Regions from separate parts of the Arabidopsis thaliana genome. Here region 1 is linked to region 2. Evidence: chromatin contacts called from public HiChIP or PLAC-seq data. All regions are on one chromosome and are shown on one strand. Each heading gives the region's core, a stretch centred on a gene start, on an enhancer-like site or on the middle of the called end of the contact. The rest is flanking DNA. Distances are from core to core; before and after follow the strand shown.

Region 1 (6,381 bases), core at 2,127-4,626, 49 kb before region 2:
ATTTATGGTCTTTCTTGCATTACGAATTATTTAATATCATGTAAGAAAGACCATAAATAATTAAAATTAAAATCGATTAATGATTTTTAGTTGCGTAAGTGTAAGCATTTTATGATCCAACGAATGGAAAATGTGTTGTACGAGCCCGAAAGAAACCTGTGTTAGCCGATGAGCAGGCCCAATAAAGGCCTAACTAAGTTAAATTGTCCCATCTGCGTCTCTGCGATATGGCAAATCGTCTCCTTTTCACGTATCACTATTTGCTGATATCTAAAATCATTACGGACTTGTCATTTAAACGTGTATATCGAAACAGTAAAATCTATCATCAAAGACATGTTCATCGTTTTAAATATCCAAAAACTTGTTTTCTATTTATTTTTTTGGTGTAAATGTTAAATAACTAGTTTTCTATTTCTCCTTTGTAAACTTCTTAAAATGAACCATCCCACCTAAATTCTTCTTAATGATTAAGCATCATAATTACATAATCACTTTTCCTTATCCCCACCACTTAACACATTTTAGATGGAATAGTGAGGACCATCGATGCAATAAAATTAGATACATTTAGATTTCAAATTTTGAAAATATTATTTAGAAAAGTAGGTCAAAATTTCCATGTTCAATACATTTCTTAGAGAAAAAAAATAGTGAAGAAATATCATCGATAAAAAGTCCCAGAAAAGTACTAAAATGTGGGTTTATATCGTAAGTTATATGATACTGTCTCTGTTCCATGAAGTTTGATGTTTTGGATTTTATTTTTGTTTTATGAAGATTGATGTTGTAGATTAATATTATTATTTTTTTTGTTAGTAACCAATAGAAACAAGAGAGAAATAGAATTTATATTATTAAATTAACAACAAAGTAATAAAGTTAATATTAAAATTACTTTTCTTAATTTGTGTGAAAAATTCAAAACATCGTTATTTTAGGAACAGAGGGAATATATAACAAGTTTGATCTGGCTTAAACAATGTCTCAAAGTTTAAGAATATAGATTTTTCAAAAAGTGATGATTGGTATGATACAGACTCTATAACTCCTATAGTCCTAACTCCGAGTGATTTGATTTTGATTTTAAGGGTTAAAAATAACAGAGACTTTCACAATTACCAATCTCAAGATTTGAAGTGCCAAAGTAAATTGCAATAAAAATAAAATAAAAATCTTTTAATCTAAGACTATCATCAATCTATATATAGAGTCGTCTCGTTGATCATTATAACTAAACGATTTTCGTGTGCCTTTCACTGTGCTAATTGAAGTTAATACAGAAGAGATCATCAATTATCTTTTTGACTTTCTTTGTCGGTGTGTGGACATTAGACAGAAAGCATTAGGAAACGAGCACGTGAACGTGAACTCGCTTTTTTTTGTGTAATCTTTGCTTTTGACATGTGGATTTTACTGGTCATTATGTAATTATACTACCACTACCCACGTACGAGATTTTACTACCACTAACCACGTACGAGCAAGTCGCCGCCGTGACGACAACGGTCTTCTTTTTCAAGAATATTTACTCCACCATCGTCATTCAGTATTGTTGACCCGTTAAAAAGTAGAGTTTAGGGTTAATAAAGACTGATTTGTAGAATTAAACAATCTTCTGTGTCATTAAGGAACCTAGACCCTAGTAATTATCAGGTATACGAATTTAATGATACGATAGACTAAAAAAAGTTGCACGTTTGAACGGAGGAAAGATAATAGTTTAGTAATCTATATATACATTTTTGCAGCTATTTTGTGAAATAAATCCTCGAGTTGGAACTTATTTACAATGGCTGCCACTGGCTTTTAATTATTGATTTTCTTTTGGCAATAAATTGATTAACAAACAAAAAATATTCCAAATATATTTCAATCCCATATATCACGTAGATTTCTCCAAAATTTGAATTAGATTTCGGAAACTATTTAAAACAAAAAATATTTAACAAACCAAAATACAATTGCAATCCCTTAAAATGAGCAAAACGCACCTAAATACATTTCTTATGAGTTCACTAAATCTTATTTCTCCAATATTTGAATTAGATTTCGACAACTATTTAAAACAAAAATTTGTTTGACAAACTAAAATATAATTGCAATCCCGTAAAATATTTTTTAAAATTAGCGGTGTACCGCATATTTTTTTAACGGGACGGGTTTGGAAGAACGAGTTTGGAAGGATGTTACTTAATAATAATTATAAACTATAAAATATAAATATTTTATAGATAAATATAATTTACAGACTTTTATATATACTAATTTTTAAAAAACAATTGTCTCCGCGGTATACCGCGAGTTATAATCTAGTTAATGTTAATATTTTTACTAATTATGTAAATGTGGTTTTTTCCTCTCCATGAGATTACGAGTGTTTCTGTTCTTTTAAACCCTCAAAAGTAATTAACTAGTATCTGTTGGGTTTGGTAAATTGATCTGGTTAATTGCTGGTATAGAAAATATGTTTTACTGGATGAAATCAGACATGGGTGCAACAGTTTGCAACTGAAACTATACATTGCATCTAGGATCGAAATGTGACGACGTACTAGTAAAAACGAATAGTAACAATTAGTCACATCAACAATTTCAATCACAAAATGTTGTTATTTCAAAAATAAACAGAGGGATTTTTAAGTTTGAGTTTTCAATTAAAACCTCTTTCACGCCTTCACAGTGCTGGAATATTATTTCAAATTTCATTGTATTTTTTCGTTAGTTGTCAAATAGTAATCAATGTAATTTATAGAGTTATTCGTCACTTCAAAACTATTTTACTCGTCATAACACTTAAGTTTATGAAATGTAACTTCAAACTAACATGTGTGTTCCAAACACAAAGTTAATGACACGCTTATAACGTTTGTTTATTTTTCATTTCTCGCTTATATAACGTCACATTGCAACGAAAACAAAATATGGAATTTGTTATGTCATTCTTACCGAGTTATAGGGAAAATAAATTATAACTGGTCGATCAGAAATTCAGAACTCTTGTTACTGCAAAAGCATTTAATTGGCCAACGTCACTGTCGATCGTTGGAAGTACTTGAGCTAGGTTATATAGACGTTGACTATATATGAACTAGGTGTTACTAATAAAAAACATTTATTCTATTTTTATTACAATCTACAAGTTCAAGTATCATAGTTACAGAACTCACTTAGCAAAAGCTTTATAAAGTACTTAAGGATATTAAACACATGATTAAGTAATAAACAAACATTTGACTAATTAATGAAACACAAGTTTTTTTTTTGGTTCACACAAAGCAGAGCCATTTAACGGCGTTAGATGGCGTCACTGGCGGCCACAACGGCTTTAGCTTTTAAACATTTAACGTTCGCAAAACGACATAACAACGTCATCCACCAGCCAATAACGTCTCTCCAGTCTCCAACATATGTAAGACACAACAACACACACACTCTCTAGAGAAAGAGAGATACAAAGATCTCTTTTGCTACAAGAAGAAGCTCGCGGCACAAACACGCAAATACAATCATTGTCGCAGCTTCTTTCTCTCCCAAAACATCCAATCTTTTTTTTTTCCTTTCTCTTCATCATCCTCTGTTTCTTCGTTCTTATAAACCAAAACAGAGAGATTTAAGAGATCTTCATAAAAAAAAATGGGGAAGAAAGATGAGAAAGTCGAAGCTGTTCTTCGCTTGGTCAAGAAACAATCTCCACTCACTTTTAAACAAGTACGTCTACTCATATCTGCATGTGTTACTTTCCATAAACAAAAGCTTCGAACTTTTCATGAATAACAAAACCTTTTTTTACAGGAGAAGTTCTGTAACAGAGAGTGTGTTGAGAGATTCTTGAAGGTGAAAGGAGATAATGTGAAAAAAGCAGCGAAACAACTCAGTTCATGTCTTTCTTGGAGACAAAATTTCGATATTGGTATGTTTTTTGTGTTTTCCATTTGTATTGTTAAGAAATCAAACACTTTTTCTTAAAAGCTTTTGTTTTTATTTATATATGTGAAGAGCGATTGGGAGCAGAGGAGTTCTCGACGGAACTTAGCGACGGTGTAGCTTACATCTCCGGCCACGACAGAGAATCAAGACCCGTTATTGTAATTTCTTCATAAATCCATCTTTTTTGTTATTATTAATGTTATGAATGATAACAAAAGTGAGGTTGATTTTTACAGATTTTCCGTTTTAAGCATGATTATCAGAAGCTGCATACCCAAAAACAGTAAGTTTATATATTACTGATTTTAAACTGTATTGATATTCTTAAAAACGTTCCTGTTTTGTTTGAAGATTTACGCGTTTGGTAGCGTTCACGATTGAGACTGCGATTTCAAGCATGTCCAGAAACACGGAACAGAGCTTTGTTCTTCTCTTTGATGCAAGTAAGTAAAGCCTTACTGTTTCCAAATTTACTTTTTAATCCCTAGCAACCTTCCAAATTTCTATGTACTAATCCGTGATTTTGTTTGGTTATTTGGTTTTCTTATTTTGTGGATTGAGTCATGTCGGGACCAAAAACACTCGGACATGTATTTGCATTTATTTGATGTCCGATTTGTCCCCTTATGTGTCAACGTCAATTTCTTCTGTTAATTATCCACTAACTAATCATAATTTAGTTGTCTTGAAAAGTTTTAAGTTTTTGAGTAATTAAACCAGCCAAAACGACAATTTCCAGTCTGAATTTTATTTTTGATTCCTTATCTATATTTATACGATTTTTCACCTTTTTTTGTTACTAAAATAATATTTTTAAATTTGAGAAAAGCTTAACTGACTAACAAATATTATTTAATAATTGGCGTATACCTTAGTTTACAAATACCTATATTTTTACAATGCAAAAGATCAATACCTTAGTTTAGTATCACGCTATTAAAGATTTATGCTTTTTTACGTTCTGCACAAACTTTATTTTATTTTTTTGAATCAACCTTTTCGAATTTTATTCCTTTATATAAAAATGTAAGTACATTTTATTCTCTGCAAAAATACACCTTCAAAAAAATTTCAAACCCGATTAGACAATTTAAATATTTGTACAAAATCGATTAATATTCCTTTTTCTTAATACCATACAAAAAAAACAGGCTTTTTCAGATCATCCTCTGCATTTGCGAATTTGCTTTTGGCGACCCTAAAAATCATCGCAGATAATTACCCATGCCGACTTTACAAAGCCTTTATCATCGACCCTCCCTCTTTTTTCTCTTACCTTTGGAAGGTAATTATTCTATAACCCTAAACCCATTAATTACATATTATTAATTCTCTAATTGTGATTAGTATGGATAAGCTCAAAAGTACGTTTTGTTTGTTCGTACCAATTGTCAGGGTGTTCGTCCTTTTGTGGAGCTCTCAACGGCCACGATGATACTGTCGTCTCTAGACTACGACGAACCGCTAGATATCACCCACGTGTCATCAAATCCTCGATCAACATCTTTAAGATTCGACGCATCGTCGATTAAATCAACGGCCTCGATTGGTTCAGCTTCTTCAAGATTCGCTTTCACAGTCTCTCAGAACTCGTTGAAGCCGTGGTATCTTTCCTTCACCGACACGTCACCTTATAACCCCGCCGTCTCATCCTCCGCCGCTGCTCCTGTTTCTCCTCTCAGTGCACGGTCGTTACCCTTCGCGTCTCCGGCGGTGCGTGGTTTCAAAGACGCGAAACCAGCCGCATGCAGAAAGAGTCTGTTTCCATCGACGCCGTTGCCGGAGAAGACAAAGACGGTTTCGTATCGGAAAACTCCACGTCCTTCGTTCTTTCAGTCGCCGGCGATGTTCTTTCGTCGGGAGAACAATGTCGGTGGAGGAGGCGAGAAGTCACGTGAAGCGTTTGTACCGTATCTGAAGTTTTACCGGAGACCGTACGATGAGACTGCGTATAGGTCTAAGTTACGTGGTCCACGTGGATTTCTGTCGGTCGTGTCTTCTCACAGAAGATCTCGCCACGTGTCTTTATCTCAACGGTTCTGATTTAACAAACGAGATTTGGGGAACGAGTACATATAATTAGAAGATAATCACATTGATCTGTTCCAAATACGCTTTTTTCTAGACTTGCATGTCTATTACGGTGATATTAGGCTACATTTAGCCATTGAGTTTCTTTAATTCTCTTAAGAAGGGGTTTTATGAAATTTTTTATATATGAGAGAAAAATTCAGTTAGCTACTACATTTTACTCCTAATAGTTAAATAACTTTAAAATTCCTAAAATGTTGTGGATAATGTATGTTTGAATAATATGTACCCTTACGTCGTTAACTTTAGATATCAACCAATTCAGAGACGGAGGAAAGCTATTTAGTAGTATTAGTTTCTACATTTTATTGACGTTGATACTGACGAATGCGATTTAATGATTTAGGAGATCCAATTCTG
Region 2 (6,096 bases), core at 2,214-4,713:
AAATATCAATTTTTAAAATGTTCAAAACTGATACTTCTTCCAGAGTATTACTGACTTCAGATCAGCTGTGGATGAGTGTTGACGGTTGTACAGGCGCCGTTCTTGAGTTTTTTTCAAAATGTCTCCAAATGGAGAAGCTGGGGGATGGTGTTGAGATGGCTACCATTGATTTGCATGCCCTTGTGGGTGGTGTTGACTGTTTTACTCATCTCAATGATTCTTATACCACCACCTGAACGCCTTTCAACGTTTATGGGATCTCAGCTTTGTAACCCTCAGAATCACCAAGTATGTGTACAAGAACCCGTTCTTGGGCCTATAAGACTGGATGAAACTAAATCTGGATTCACTGCAAAGGGGATCACACCCAAGGAGCTTGGTATTATTATGCTAGCTATGCAGAGCCAAGCCTTTTCGTTCAGCAGCTAGTTGCATGCTCTTGCTATGCAGTGCATCAAGTTTTGCGAAATGAAGGCTAATTAGTTGTGAAACATAAGAGTAATGCTTTTTGTAGTGAACAATAATTGTCGACTGTGTTTTATTTTTGTTGGTCAGATATGAGAATTAAAGCTTAAAACAATTTTTCTTGTGTATGGTTCTACCAAAAACTTGCAAGATCTAACAAGAAATCAAAACTAGGGATGATTTGAATCTTTGATCAACCACATTATTTCCTTTTCTCACAATCTAACAAGATTCATAAATGGAAGTGGCGAAGTAAGGGAAACACATTTCACTCAAATTGAGAAATAAAAATGAATTAGAGGATATGAAATAATGATATAACTTATGTTGGTTTATGAGACAAGAAGTAGCTACAGAATTTATATATAGCTCGACTCCTTGTAAACTACTCAACTCGAGATACCGAGTTCTCTCCTAAGTCAACTCCATTATTGCTGAGTCGGGTCAAAACCAACACAACACTTCTCTCAGTAAGATCTTTTACCATCGTTTGATCCAAACCCACCAAAGCTGCTCCTTCCACTTGACTGAGAAGAACGGTCTGAACCAAATCCTCCTGAAGAACCGCCTGAACCAAAGCTTCCGAAACCAGATGAGCGGTCTGAACCACCAGAGTAACGGCTGCTTGATCCCCCTGAACCTCCATAACTACCACCACCACCACCTGAACGGCCACTGCTGCCACCATAACCTCCATAACTACCACCACCTGAACGGCCACTGCTGCTACCGTAACTACCATACCCACCACCGCCTGATCGACCTCCTCCGAACGACCCACCAGATCTAGCACCTACTCCTTCAAACATGCTTGCGCTTCCTCTTTCCACAGCAATGCTAGGCAGCTGAATTCAAAACCAAATAGATTCAGAACTGTTTGTTACCCAAGCTATTCATACAAAAGATACAAAGGTGGTAAAGAAAGATATTAACCTCATTGAATCTGCTTCCGACTTCTTTCTCAATCATTTTAACAGCCCTGGTTTGATCTTGACCGTGGATGAGAATCGCGCTTCCTTTCTTTCCAGCACGACCAGTTCGCCCCGTTCGGTGAACAAACGTCTCCGTGTTATTAGGAAGCTCATAATGAATTACCTGTACACAAAGCACAATACAGGTTAATAAAATGAGAAACAGAACTAGTTAAGCGCAAGAAAAGGTATTGTTTTCACTCACTAAATCGACATTAGGTACATCAAGTCCACGGGCAGCAACATCAGTTGCAACAAGAATACTGAAATTCCCATCCCTGAAACCAGCAAGTGTTCTTTCTCTCTGAGCTTGAGATATGTCACCGTGTAAAGCTTCACATTTATAGCTTTTTGCCAATCCAAATGCAAGGCGATCTGCATCACGTTTTGTTTGGGTAAAGACAATGCATTTTCCTCCTTTGCCATGTTCCTGTAAAGGAGAAGATGTTATAAAATCACGACTGGAAACAAAAATGAAGAATCAAAACAAGATACAGATAATTGGCTTAAAAGCAAAGTAAAGAAAACATACCTTTACAAGAGGACCAATGATGGATGCTCTTCCATAAGAATCTGCAGCGATAGAATACATAGTAATCCCATCTGCAAGTTTCTGATCTGAATCTCCAACCTAAATTACATAAGAGTACATGTGTCATTAAAAAATGTCACTTCATTAACTACACTGCTACAGCCAAGATCAATATTTGCAATTTGTACAGCAATTCTAAGATATAAACACAAGCAGGTATAAGACTACTCACAAGATCAATTGTCAAAGGATTGTTCAGGTACTTCTTGGTGAGAGATCTGATCCAACTTGGCATTGTTGCAGAAAACATCATACTCTGACGCTTCGCTGGCAACTTCTGCAATATTATTTCAACATCTTCCGCAAATCCAACTTGAAGCATCTGATCAGCTTCATCAAGAACCACAAACTGAACCTCTGATAGATTCAAAGCTCCCCTTTTCATCAGATCAATGATACGACCAGGAGTTCCAACCGCCACATCAATACCATAGTTCAGCTCCCTCATTTGTTGCCCGATTGGTGTACCTCCATAGAGACAAATAGTATCCAAACTTGGAGCAGATTCCCTGAACTCTTTCTCAACCTGACGAGCAAGCTCCCTCGTCGGTGCCAAAACCAAGCACTGAGGATTCTTCCCACGACTGTCACATCAAAAGACAACATAAGAACCAAAGGAAGTGCAAATCTCTCAATCACAAATGATCGTTATATATAACAGTAAACACAAACCCATGTTTAGCGTTGAATTTGATGATTTTGTCAATAATAGGAATCCCAAAAGCAAGTGTCTTTCCCGTTCCAGTCCTTGCACGGCCAATCATATCACGACCCTCCATCGCTGGCTCCAACACAGCTTTCTATTCAACCAAACACAAACATCAAAAACTCAGTTAAAAAAATCTAAACTTTTAATTGATCTCTATAACCAAATGGAACAGAGAAGAAGATCATATATACCTGAATAGGAAAGAGTTTCTCAATACCCCTACCCTTCAAAGCTTTAACAATCTCCGGAGATATACCAAGATCAGCTATCGCAAGCCCATCACCACCACCGCTGCTACCAACACTCTCCGAATCTCCAATCCCTCCATCGTTCTCATAAGAAGGAGCATACTCTTGAGCCGCGAATCCCGCAGAAGAAACAATCGACGATCTAAACTCCGACGGTACAGATTTAACATGAAAGTCTCTCACTTTAACACCAAAAGGGCTCGAATTCGAAGGGAGAGACTTGACATTAGTAGCTCCATTTGCTAGATCGGAGACTGTGGCGGCGGCTGGAGCAAGGTTATGAAATAGAGCTGCGTTAATGGAGGTCACCGAAGCGGCGAGAGTACGCCTTGACGTACCAAGGATAGATCGGCGAAGTACTGTGCTAATCATTTTCAGATTTCAGAGAGTGTGATGGATTCTGGTGAAGATGAAATGTGAAACCCCAGAAATGAGAATTAGGGTTTTAGGGAGACGGCAAAAGGGTTTAGAGATTTAAGAAGAAGAATCAAAGGCGGGTATAAAGGGAACTTTGTTATAATCACCTGCGGGTGAGTGTATGGTATGTTCCTACACGTGCAAGCTTGTGTAAGGAAACAGAGTTGATTATTATTTTTTGCTTGAGCCCAAAGGTGTTCTTGAATGTGAAGCAAAGAGTTAATGAGTTCTGTTTTTTGTAACTTTGTGTAGTGTGGCAAATTGGCAATAGCTCAGGTTCGGAATCAGATCTATCAAATTAACCTATACCATATGTCTCAAATCATTAGTGATTATGTACAATGTAAAAGTCTTAGAATTGCCTAATGAATGAATACACCTAAAATGTGAGCTCTTGGATCCTTAAAGTTCGACATCATTCCATGGTCGGGTCAAAGGTTTCTATAACTTCTCAAAATGACACCTTTAGCAGTCTAAATGTGTCTCAATCCTTGGTGATGTATAAAGACTTTGATTGGCTAATGAATAAATGGAAAGCACTGTAACTGAAACTCAATTGTATCTTTCAAAATCGTCCAAAAACACATGTTTATACTAAGCAAGAAAATAACTACTTGATCTGATGTGAAGCAAAGCTGGTTTCATGGATCCGTAAGGTTCGAAATTATTGCATAGTACCCGGTTGGGTCTTGAAACTTCTACAAAATGATGTCTTTAGCCATCTCAGTAAGCATTGGTGGTGGAGCCATTGATGTTGCCTAACACTTGAGTCATATCCAAACGGGTCTTGCAATGGAACTGGAGTTCATATTGAGCTCCAAGAATACGATAACGTTTTAACCAAAACAGCTTCTTGCTCAACTCATGACTCTGAGCTTTGATGACAAGAAACCGTTTCTTGAACCTCATCTCAAACTGTTCTCTAGACTTCTTATCGACGTGAGGCGATCTTAGCACCGTGTACAGAGTTCGTGTATCGGGCATTGCGACTTTACGAGTGTGAGGAGGAAGACACCAAGCTTGCTTTTCCGGGTTAACAAAAGACCGAATCGCTATACAAATCTTTGTTCCTTTTATCTTTGATGTGCTTTCTTCTGCTGCCTCTTTCTACAATTCAACCCCAAACACACAACAACAACAACATAAACAACAGTTCTAAATCATTTCAATGAATTTCACATTCCGATTCCTATTCGAATTTGAATCTGATGAAGCACTTTGAATAATATTCTATGAATTTGAACAAAAATGCATATACCTGGAGAGCGATCTCCTTCCTACTCAATGGTCTGACATTGTCTGGAGAAATTTTAATCTTAGCTTTCTTAATCTCGTTTTTGCGATCCTTTGTGACAGTGGCGTAACCTTGTGACGCGATTCCTGCGGGAACAATCATCGACGGCTCAGATCTAATGTGGATGTTCCTCGCTCTGATGCCAAACGAGTTAGGAGACGACGCGAGAGTGAATCGAGAGCTGACGGAAGCTCCGGTGGTGGCTGGAGTGAGATTGTGCGAAATACACGAATTGAAGGAGGCTAACGCGGCGGAGAGAGTCTGCCTCGACGGGAGTGAAGATCGGCGCAATACTCCGGCGATCATTTTCAGATTCAACGGTGAGACGAAGAAATGACGACGAGAGATTGAAGGAAATCTGAAAAACCCCAAATTAGGGTTTCAGTGAAAGAGTAAGCGAAATCAGAGAGAATTGTGAGGACAGGATCACCTGTGACGAGTGTACGTTATCTTACGGTGAGCTACAGTATAATTTTGTTTTTTTACTGAGACAAGTGAAAAGATGCAAAAATGTTAAAATCCCAGGAAGCAAGGTGAATAAAAATTACAAATTAACTCTACTAGTTTAACCAGAGATAATCAGAGTAATACATAAGAGAGACTCAAAAAAAAACTATATCCATGGATTCTAGAGTTTCTGAGTAATGTAATCATCAATCCTGGAATCTCTGGTGGGTGTTGTTGTCTGAAGAAGGCAGATACAAGTTTTGGGATTTGAGAGATTCTTCTTCCTTCCTTTGGTTTTTTTTGTTTCTCATTGTTTTGTCTCTGTTTCAGCTAGTTTACGCTCTAGTACTCGGCTTCTTGTTGAAAGATTCAATAAAGCGGAACATCCAACGATCTAACATTCCTGTTTTAAGGTATGAGATAAACTATATTAGGCAAAAGATTTTGAAAGATTGAGTATTGGAGGCAAGACTGAGATGGGACTAACCTGTCAAAGCAAATGTACCGCCTAATACAGCGCAAAGACGAGTGATTAAGTGGAGAAAACTACGGCGTTCTTCCTTGATGGTCACAGTGATAGGTGAAAGATCATATAAGAAGTAAACAGCTGGAAGAAAAAAAGATACATCAGAAAACAGAAAGAGAGTAATAAGAACCAGGTGCATACTGGAAATGAAGTTTGATCGACTAACCTGGCCATGTACGGTCGAATTCAGTCATTGGCGTGAAATATTCAGTTACAGAGTACTGATTTGTTGACAGTACGTCTTTTGAAAGATATCTATATTCTGTGGGAACAATCTGCGCCATATTAGAAAGAATTTAGTGACCTTACCTTACAAATACGGATTTGTGTGAAACAAAATGGATCATACAGGTAAATGATTTCAAACTTCAAAGTAAACAAATAATGAAGTATATAAAATATACAGCCAGCGGAGAGATACGAGTAC

Evidence for each region. HiChIP or PLAC-seq counts read pairs in DNA pulled down with a chosen protein or histone mark.
Region 1: an H3K9ac HiChIP or PLAC-seq map of seedling shows a contact between it and region 2, with 2.4 times the contacts expected there. The contact joins the promoter of AT3G22410 here to the promoter of PMH1 in region 2. A contact is called at or near these places in 13 of 26 Hi-C or Micro-C datasets (callus, cotyledon, leaf and 3 more), 1 of 2 datasets of contacts at active chromatin or transcription factors (seedling) and 1 of 3 other capture datasets (seedling).

Annotation. Positions count from the first base shown.
Region 1 is chr3:7,932,920-7,939,300 of TAIR10.1, reverse strand. It overlaps AT3G22410 (Sec14p-like phosphatidylinositol transfer family protein), which reads left to right and starts at 3,376. Exons shown (of 7, transcript NM_113138.4): 1 at 3,376-3,711; 2 at 3,796-3,913; 3 at 4,000-4,088; 4 at 4,167-4,213; 5 at 4,282-4,373; 6 at 5,082-5,215; 7 at 5,326-6,182. The coding sequence starts at 3,637. The coding sequence ends at 5,973.
Region 2 is chr3:7,884,643-7,890,738 of TAIR10.1, reverse strand. It overlaps PMH1 (putative mitochondrial RNA helicase 1), which reads right to left and starts at 3,463. Exons shown (of 7, transcript NM_113129.4): 1 at 2,929-3,463; 2 at 2,701-2,828; 3 at 2,201-2,612; 4 at 1,969-2,067; 5 at 1,642-1,866; 6 at 1,399-1,560; 7 at 586-1,310. The coding sequence starts at 3,357. The coding sequence ends at 933. RPS10 (ribosomal protein S10) reads right to left here and starts at 5,102. Exons shown (of 2, transcript NM_113128.3): 1 at 4,661-5,102; 2 at 3,863-4,509. The coding sequence starts at 5,002. The coding sequence ends at 4,126. It overlaps AT3G22290 (Endoplasmic reticulum vesicle transporter protein), which reads right to left. Exons shown (of 12, transcript NM_113127.4): 10 at 5,836-5,944; 11 at 5,631-5,750; 12 at 5,147-5,546. The coding sequence ends at 5,479.